2 separate regions of the Hordeum vulgare genome follow, and region 1 is linked to region 2. The links are chromatin contacts, called in public Hi-C maps. All regions are on one chromosome and are shown on one strand. The core of a region is the stretch at or near the end of the contact, and the rest is flanking DNA. Distances in the headings are between cores, read along the strand shown. Region 1 holds the start of LOC123407396 (ferredoxin, chloroplastic). Region 2 holds the start of LOC123413479 (1-phosphatidylinositol-3-phosphate 5-kinase FAB1A-like).

Region 1 (5,079 bases), core at 1,321-3,820, 200 kb after region 2:
GGAGGCAGGCACGCAACATCGGGAGGCGAAGCAAAAGAGATTGCAGTCAGGTTGATAATAGTCGAGTGACATTACTTCGTCGGTCCAAACTAAGGAATCTGTTATAAATGTTTTGAAATAGATATTGTTCTCTCTTTGATCAGGGATTGCTATATGAAAATAAGTGGAGTTTGAAAAAGGGAACGAAATGCTCAAACCGGAACTGCTAGAGGAACGAATTTTCAATAGCATAACTTGGGCTCCTAGAATATGGTGCCCTTGAGACAATCTATTTGATTGCAGGGTTTTGTTCTGAAGCAAAGATATCCGCAGAGGACGGTTCGTTCGTCCTATTCTGATATTCAGGACCAAGAGGTACTGCATTCTCTGGCTGAAATGCCAACGGAACTCTGTCTATTCTCTAATTCACCCGATCCGATAGTACCTGTTTTTGGAACGTCCAGTGCCAAAGTCATTGAATGGGTAAGTCACGAATCCAATCCCTTTGACAAATCGGATGTCATATTATATATCATATCCTATATATATATATAGAAATATCATAGATACCCCGTTTCGTGACGAGGCGAGACGGGCGGCGGAGGAGGAGGAGCGTGCGTGTATGTCTCTCTTGTTCTCATGCTCATACATGTGTGGAAACATCCTTTCTTATAAGGAGGTCCAACTCCTACCAAACTAGCAATGTGGGACTAAACTTTAGTCCCTCCTCTTGCCTTGCACGAGTGGGCTAAGTGGGCCTCTAGGATTTATTAGAAATTCTGAAAAAGGTCATTGGGCTGGCCCAAAATTATAAAATTCTAGCACATAATTGGGGGGGGGGGTATACCTCTGGGGCTCCCGATAGTCCGATGAGCAGGCTGCCGGACATGAGGCAGACAAAGGGATCCGCAGCGCTCGGCCATAGATTAGTGTAGGGTATCCATGTCGTTAGAATGGAGCTCCACGCGACCAGACGTGCACATAGTTTTACCTATTTTAGTTCAAATATGTCCAAAATGCAATGAATTTAGTCCGGTTTATATGAAATCCGTTGTGTTTGCATGAGTTTCATCTGCTTTGTTGGAAAAGTGTTTGAAATATACTTCCTCCGTTCCAAAATATAAGACCTTTTAGGAATTTCACTATAAGACTACACACGGAGCAAAATGAGTGAATCTATACTCTAAAATATGTCTATGTACATCCGTATGTAGTTTATAGTGCAATCTCTAAAAGGTCTTATATTTAGGAACGGAGGGAGTATGTGAGTAACGATGGATGACCGACAACACTCGAGAATATCATTTTTGGTGGTGCTCCTCAGGTGCCGAGTCATCACTTTCAAGGTGAAAACCTAAGGTCTAACTTTCGTTTTGTGCCTTATATTAGAGTATTTAACCAAAAACCACCATAATTCATGGAAACGTGCCTAGAAACTACTACTATACGTTTTTGTGCCGAAAGCTACCATTTTTATCCTAATCAGTGGCAAAAAACTACCAAGTGTGAATATTGCTCCATTAGCCTCTTTGAAATGCCTTTTATCCTAATCCGTTAACTACTCCATTAACCTACCTGGCGCAGCCCCGCCGCCGTCGCCATGGCCTCGCCCAAAGCGGCGGCCGCCCCGTGCCTCGCCGTCGGCAGGCCTCCTTGTCGCCGACCACGTCGCCGTCGGATCCCGGCGTCCTGCGAACCGCCCCACGCTGCCAGTCTCCATGCCCTCGCACCGAGCGGCGGCCGCCCCGCGCCTCGCGGCCGAAGGCCTCCCGTCGTGGACCCTGCCGTGGTTGGATCCCACCGCCTCGCCTCCCTGGCGCAGCCTCGTTGCCCCGTGAACCGCCCCGCGCCGTCCATCGCCATGGCCTCGCCTCGAGCGGTCGTCGCCAGCGTCTCGCCGTCACCAGATCCGGCAGGCGTCGCCCTGGTTCCGCCTCTCCCGGACCTCCCCGCCGCCCTGCTCATGCCGGAGTGCTGCGTGTAGATCGCGTCGTCTCCTCCAGATCCGGTCGCACCGCCGCCGTACTTCATCTTCTCCACCTCCGGTGAAGGCCGCCGCCGTCTCGATCTCTTTCTCCGGTGACGGCAAACTTAACGGTGCTGACTTTTCCGTCCTGACATGTGGGCCAACCCTGTCATAATGAGTTTAAACGAGCCAAATGAGGCGTTTTGCAGACTTGATTGTTTTTAGTCACAGATTAGCAAAAAAAAATTGATAGTTTTTGGCGCAAAAACGAATTGTGATAGTTCCTGGGCACGTTGGCGTGAATTGTAGTAGTTTTTGATTAAATACTCCTCATATTACCTTGATGAAGGTATTGTTTCGAGAGCTCGGTCTTTTTAAGGGAGAAAACCTAAGATCTTGGATCGGACGACGATGACGCTTGTGCACCGATTTTTTTTTAAAGGCATCATTTTTTAGGATGGTTTGAGTGTCGCTGCTGCTGAGAAGAGTTGTTCACTGTGACGAGTAGTTGAAAATGCTCTTACTATTACATTTTTCTTTCAAACACGTTACAGTTTACTCCCACCTCAAGTAGTTCCGAGCTACTGTACGTAGTAGCCACACACATGGAGCGACTCACTCACCTCCAACCAATTTAACTTTCGTGAATCTTTGATCGCTTTTCATTTGGCCCAGCTCGACGTCACGCGGATGTCCCCGATGGATCTCGCCGGCCACACGCCCCTCGACGACGACGAGATGAGCAGCGTGTGATCCTCGTCGCCCCGTCCATCCAACCGAAGATAAGACGCCCACTCCCTCCCCTCCACATGGCACCCACCCTCCAATCCCTTACTTATTCCCGCCCCCCTCACTCCTCCATCCCCTAGCTCCACCTCTCATCCGCTCCTCAGCCACACCTAGAGCATCTTAGCTCCAGCTAGCCACCAATGGCCGCCGCACTGAGCCTCCGCGCGCCCTTCTCCGTGCGCGCTGTGGCGCCACCGGCGCCCCGCGTGGCCCTTGCGCCCGCGGCCCTCAGCCTCGCCGCCGCCAAGCAGGTGCGGGGAGCCAGGCTCCGCGCGCAGGCGACGTACAAGGTGAAGCTGGTGACGCCCGAGGGCGAGGTGGAGCTGGAGGTCCCCGACGACGTCTACATCCTGGACCAGGCCGAGGAGGAGGGCATCGACCTGCCCTACTCCTGCCGCGCCGGCTCCTGCTCCTCCTGCGCCGGCAAGTTGGTGTCCGGCGAGATCGACCAGTCCGACCAGAGCTTCCTCGACGACGACCAGATGGAGGCAGGGTGGGTGCTCACCTGCCACGCCTACCCCAAGTCCGACATCGTCATCGAGACCCACAAGGAGGAGGAGCTCACCGCATAAGCTGCTTACCCTGCCTCTCTTTGCAACAAGATCGAGCTGATATCATATTATCTCCCATCATGCATGCATGCATGGATATCGCCAGATACACCGATTTGTTTGTGCTCGAATGAATTGCTCGATGCATGGTTTGCTCCAGTAATAATGTCTTCGAATTACTACCTTTTTGTACCGTAAGATATACTACTGTCGTAATACTAGCGTGTACTTAATTCAACGTACTGAAATGAATCCTGATGGCTGAGGTGTCTCTCTGATTAATAATATCTTCTTTTTTACTTAAGATAAGAGACTGCTGAATGTTGGTTGCTAACGGTGGTGGTTGATGTTGAAGTTTTGTTGCTGCAAGTTGATTGCTTCGCCGCGTTATGCCTTGCCTTGTTTCTCATTTATGTATTTTTGATGATGCATCGTCGCACTAGGTAGCTCTTGAATTGTGTTTGGGGGCACCTTGAAATTAATAAACAGTAAGGTAGGTCACAATGTCTTCAACCCCCTTTCTAGAAACCACTCTAACATCAAATAGAATATTACTCTATTGATTAGTACAGAGATGCTATATACACTTTGTCACAGTTTGTACAGAGATTGTAGGTGAATGCAATTGAATTAAACCATATGTGACATGCACCGTGAAGTCGAAACCTTGCAACATAGTGTCAGAAATAACAAATCGATGTCTTACTTCATTAGATGTGGAACCATCTACCCTCGTTGTTGATCATCATAATGGTTTTATAAACCCCCAACATGTTGTGTTTTAAAACGATTGTACCATGTTCTTGTTTCGACTGCCGGGGGGAGGGCTCGTGATGACCTACTCTTTCTCAAGTTATCATGTTAGTCACTTGGATGACTTAGGCCCTGTTTGGAACTATAATACTCCCTCCGTTCCATAATATAAGTCTTTTTAAAGATTCCACTAAAAAACTACATACAGATGTATATAAACATACTTTAGAGTGTAGATTCACACATTTTGCTCCGTATGTAGTCCACTAGTGAAATCGCTTAAAAGACTTATATTTAGGAACGGAGGGAGTAGATTATAATAATCTAGATTATGAAGATAGATTATATAATCTGGTTTATAAAAATAATCTAGATGGACATGTTTGGAGGCCGGATTATATAAACTGTAATCCAGATTTTACATTGCATAATGACCTGTCTGCCCTCTGTTTAAAAAAAAAAAAGGGTGGCGGTGGTAGGAATGTAATTATCTCCAACTTTACAAGGGTAATAGATCATTAGCAATCCATAATCTGATTTTAGCTGGTATAGACTAGATTATGAGTTTTTAATAATATATCCATCTAGTTTTTATAATCTACACCATAAGCTGTCCTGTTTGAAGACAAAATAGATTATAGAAACTGGATTATATAATCTGGATGGTTCCAAACAGGGCCTTAGATGGAGATAATGCACACCATTGAAAAAATTATACTTATAGATAGGGTCACTTTAGTGGCTGGAATAGTCTCGGACCTGTCACTCGTACTTCGGTCCAACAACGTACATGCCATTGCAATTTACTGAGCAGGGATTGCCGCCCGCCACTGATTTTCTAGTCCCACATTGGCCATGGGGAAACCTTTTCAGTGGCGGGCGGTCGGGTACAACCTACCACTGGCAGTGAAGTTGTCACTGGCAGGCACCGGTTTCCTCCAACCATTAGTGCACCACATATGTAATTTTCTAATTTCCTGCATTTGTTTTTACATTTTAGTGTGGTATTCTTTTGTGACTTTGTTACTGTATGAGAATTGT
Region 2 (5,076 bases), core at 1,895-4,394:
ATTCATTTTACTTTCGGATGAAAGAAATAATGTAGCATAAAAAAGAAGAATGAAACTGAAAAGATTGTATAAACGCACCATACAGGTAATCATAGCTAAGTAGACATACCGTGCAACCCAATGGCCTGGGAAAACCTTCCAAGAAGGTTAATGTTTTAGATAGTCTCTTCCCACCTTCACTGGCAATGTTATGCTCTTCAATGAATTTTTCAGTATGGAAGTAGTCACACTGCTTCAGCTTCGGTTGATCCAAAACTTCTGGAAATGATATTATGGGAGAACCTGTGCAGCGTGCAATCCTTTGCAAGCGGCTGAGCTTCATATCAAGAATCAGTGTACAACCTTCTTTTAGTAGAAGCTCCTGTATGTCTCGTGAAACAGTTTTCTCAACCATTATAACATTGGGACTGCATATTTCCATCACTTTACTTATAGTCCTCTCCAGATGGCCTTTTTCCTAATTATTGAAGGCATAAAATAGAAGGTCATCTTCTACAGGAAAAGGGAGAACTAAATTTACTGTCAAAAGGCATATGTATGTAATATCCAACCTGATCCATTGAATTAAACGACGATAAACCAACATCAGAATGCCCAAGTACACCTTTCAGTAGAAGCAACCTAGGATTGTGACAATTGGTCGGCATGTGCTTATGAGCAGTGTTCTTTTTGAAGACTAGCCCCTTTATCACCTCACTGCAATCAAAGTTAAAAGGTGAAGGTTTATAATCAATCTAGCATGCAAATAGAAATTAGACAATCTTTAAATAAAAAATTAGCTGACAAATGTTTCACCTTTGCCAACGAGTACCAGATGCTACACATTTGACCTTGATGTAAGATCCAGGGTCCATTTCATTGCCGATTTTTGCATCAGGTTTAATAAGAAGTGCAGCTTCCCACGACAGGGAGGTCACAATATCAAGCCAACTCTCAGTACTCTCTCCTTTTCCGAAGGGGATACCAGCAGAGGCCAGAAACCGGCTGACAAGTATCTTGAGCTGCCCATTCATAGCTCCCAGCATTGCATTTTCTCGTCCGTCCCTAGGATTGGGGCTTTCCTCATGTTCCTCGCCAGTGGCTGGGAAACTTGACTGGCCCCACTTTATTCCATCACCATAATCATCATCGTCGTCGTCATAAGCAATGTTTCCGGCAACACTATCAGTCTCATCTCCCTTATCTGCTGCTTTAGGAGGTATCCAAATGCTATAATTTTCAAAACCTGGGAGGTCTGTATTGTTGATTTTGCCGTTGGTACTTTCAGCCCCATCAGAATCATCACCAGACCTACCCGAGCCGACAGAGGAGGCAGATGGATCGCTGCTGACGTCTTCATGTTTGTGCAGTGATGAAGTGTCGGAGAAGAAATTGTCGTCTGTGTACAGATTATTGCTACTAGACTTAGAAGGATTCCTGGTCCGATTCTGTCCCAGATGATCAGCATCATGCAGGCGGTGAGGGGTAAGATTACCATCTAAAACCTCTGATACAACCTCCCTGTCATTACCAAAAGAACATGACTGGTTCAGAACGGAATTTAAAAAGCACCCAGACGCAGACACACAAAATACCTGGCAAGACAGTTCCCTTGCCTCAAGGGCATTTCTCTACCAAACTAGGTTATCCAGGTTAAATATCTACGAGCTTAGCTGGCTGGAGAAATGAACAAAGATATCTTCCTTGAGCATGACCCCCCAAACACAGGTGTCAGGTTCTTGTCGGCGATATTGACCAACCTTTCAGGCGTACAAAACGAGAAACAGAAAAATTGAAGTGTCTCGATGCTGAACAAAAGACTCTGGTGAATTAATGGCTAAGCAAGGTTGGTCGCGTGCATATTCGGACGGGGCGAGAATTCTCTTCCACTATTATCTAAAACAAGGCTAAGCAAGTGTGGTACACTGCATACGCCTAAATAAGTGTCTGAGGCTGCAGCTGGCCTTGTTCAGACATAATAACGTAATGAGCAGGTGTATCTGAGGTTACACAGTTGGCAGTGTTCAGGCAGAGCTCCCGCTGAGCATCTGAACATGTGCATAGTATGAACGGTATACTATTCAGACCAATGGAGTCGTGGGAATGAAGCACTACCTTCGTGGATTCATGTCCGGGCACATGTCCACCGACGAGGGGGGCCGTCACATGCCCTGGCTCCTCCTCCTCCTCTTCCTGCTCCTGACGCCTCAGATCTCTGGGTGTGTATGGCCTTGACCTGACCAGTTCAGCATGGAAGGAAGGAAGCAATCAGTCCATTATATTAATTGAAGACAAGAAATCACAACTACTCGGTCAATTCAAAAATCGAAACCCACCAACCGACAGGGAAACAGAAATTAAAAGCAATCTCAACTCCCAAGGCAAACGAAAAATTGAGCCCAGAAACGAAACGCGTCCGTCCACCGGTGCTCACGATGAGGACGCCGGAATCGAGCGGCGCTTGATTCGGATCGCGCGAAATGGAAACCGAACCGCGCAGTCGACGCCGAAGCGGGCGGGGAAACTGAAGCCGGATCCTATACTACTACTACTTGCACTATCAAATCAAATCAAAAGGGGAAGAAAAGGTAGAGAAGGATGAGGATAGTAGTAGTAGTACTCCCAGGTAGTAGTAGTTGGAATCGAAGCAATTGCGGCGATCAATCCAAAGGCCGGCCACGGCCACGGCCAGGCTGTCTCCCCTATGATGGCGCAACAAACCCCACACAGGAAGAGGAAGGAAAATAAAAAAGGGCAGATATTGAAGAAGGAAGTATCCAAGCGCGTGGGTCCAGGTCAGCAACGGCCCCGGGTCAGGCGCCGCGACAGAAACATCCCAATCCCCAATTCAAAGTTTGAAACCCGTCCCTTCCTCCTCCTGCACCCATAGGCCATGCCCACGACCTACCTACTGCTACGTAGGTACGCACGCACGCACGTACGTACGGTATGTGGTATGTATGTTCTTCCAAGTTCGTCCGACCCCCACCCGATGAGCAACGAAGACGACGACAACAACCGAGAAATGACCGGAAAATCGCAAGAGAAGGGGACAAGGGGAGGGGAGTGGACCTCCGCCTTACCGCGCGCGCGGGGGAGCTCCGCGGCGACGTTCAGCTCGTCGGCGTCGGGGCGGCCTCGCGGGCCGACGGATGTATTGGCGAGCAGGAGTTGGTCCGGTGGCCTGCGCGCGTGCGCGTGGAAGAATAGAGCGGAGAGGAGATGCGGTCGCGAACGGCGGGCGAACGAGGATGGAAAGGCGACGACACGAGGGGAGAAGAAAAAGAGCAGGGGGGAGGAGAAGGAGGGAGCGGGCGCAGCGCACGAAAGAAATACTTGTCCTCCACCTCGCGCTGGACCCCACGCCACCTGCACGGCTCGTATATTAATCTTGTTTCTGTTGAGTAAATAGGCAATTTTCCGAGTAGATTAATCCACAAAATAATAACTAGCATGGCATTGACTAGACTAATGACATACTGATGTTGAGCTAACCTAGCACATACTACGCATATAGTGGATACATCTATGCAAACAAGTAGTACTGCTAGAATAAATACGAACAAGAGGATAAACGAGTCATACCCTCCAATCGGCCAGTTGGCCGTAGCAGCAGCGGCGGCGGCGGCGGCAGAGGCAGTATCCTCTGCCGTCTTCTTTTCGGCTTCCTCGCGGAGACGATCAGCTTCGCTTGGTGAAGACATGGCGATGACGAGGGCGACGCGGACGTAGACGAAGCAGACGGACGGAGGCGAGCAGTCGCGTGATCGCTCCCCAAAAACCTAATCGCCCCTCTCCCGTACAGGAACCGGAGAGGCGAGGTTTCGGAGGCCTGCTCTCCCGTCGACCGTGTACGCGGTAAACGGGACGGAGTCGCCGGCGGCAGCAGCAGTTCAAGGAACGAACGCGTGAGGCAGATGTGATCTGATTTCGTGACGGCTAGGGTAGGCGATCGCGTGCTTATAAAGACGGCTGGGTGGAAGAGTCCGAGTCGGTAACGATCACGATCCGACGTCTCGGATCGTTTCCTTGTCCGTTACGTATTCTCCGTTCCTGACCGGCAAAAATAAGCGCGTAGGTATGGGCTCGGCTCATTCCCGCAACCCGCGGCGCGTCGTGACGAGGCGTGGCGTGGCGAGGCGGGCGGCGGAGGAGGAGTGCGCGAGGGCACCTTCTCTTCTCACTCTCCAATAGCATGTGGAAGAGAGACCCTTATAAAGGGGTCCAAACTCTCCTCCACTAGCGGGGTGGGACTAAACTCCCACCACCTTGCCATGCCACCACCTACATGGGCCCTTTAGATTTTTCTGAAATTCTCTAGTGGGCCTAAGGCCCACCTCCAAATTTCAACAGTTTCCGGACTTCTTCTACCTTCTTCCCCTTCAGCGGCAGAACGCACGATAAAGATATGTATAGGGAAAAATGGGCCTGACTGACATCTTAGTTCAGAGAATTAGTACTCCTATATACAGTATACTGTATTTTTTTCAGCGAAATTATTGTAATCTATGGTGCGTGGGGTATTTTGCAGTTTTTTTTTGGGGGGTTGCTGTGTTAATCTATTGTGGCACGCAACGCAGCAGATAGCGCCGACACGGTTTGGTTGGTTGGTCCTTGGTCACTAGCGGCCGTGACCTGACGACGACCGGGGCAACAAATGGAACAGCCTTCACACGGCAAATTCAACAGACTGTTTTTTTTTTCCTTATTTGCAAAAAAAAAAAAAAAAAAAAAAAACTACTACTTGAAGATAGGTATTATGTGTTTTTTTTCAACGGGAAGAACGGTTTGTTCATATTGTAATATTTCGCATCTCGTAAATACCTTCATGGTAACTCCCATTCGGTGGGATTGATGTGCATGTCTTTGGCATATGTTTGCAAAACCTTGCCATTGGGCTTATCCTACTTAACTTCTCATTTTTATAAGCAACAACGTTGGCGTTCGCCCTGGGCTCTTTCCTTTGTAGAAGAATTCAAATATCCACTAGTCTTTTTCTTTTTCATAAAGAACAAGCAAGAGCTTTGCATGTTATTATTCAGCTGACAAATGTCCATTGTGCCAAGTCATGATTTTATCGTTTAATCCAATCAAGTT

What was found. Hi-C and Micro-C count contacts between places; a contact is called where the count stands out from the background.
Region 1: a contact with region 2 is called in a Hi-C map of seedling, with 5 times the contacts expected there. The contact joins the promoter of LOC123407396 here to the promoter of LOC123413479 in region 2. A contact is called at or near these places in 2 of 6 Hi-C or Micro-C datasets (leaf and seedling).

Annotation. Positions count from the first base shown.
Region 1 is chr7H:441,448,573-441,453,651 of MorexV3_pseudomolecules_assembly, forward strand. It overlaps LOC123407396 (ferredoxin, chloroplastic), which reads left to right and starts at 2,571. Exons shown (of 1, transcript XM_045100521.1): 1 at 2,571-3,589. The coding sequence starts at 2,875. The coding sequence ends at 3,306.
Region 2 is chr7H:441,244,836-441,249,911 of MorexV3_pseudomolecules_assembly, forward strand. It overlaps LOC123413479 (1-phosphatidylinositol-3-phosphate 5-kinase FAB1A-like), which reads right to left and starts at 3,145. Exons shown (of 12, transcript XM_045106420.1): 1 at 3,063-3,145; 2 at 2,095-2,215; 3 at 796-1,500; 4 at 552-696; 5 at 110-457. The coding sequence starts at 2,120.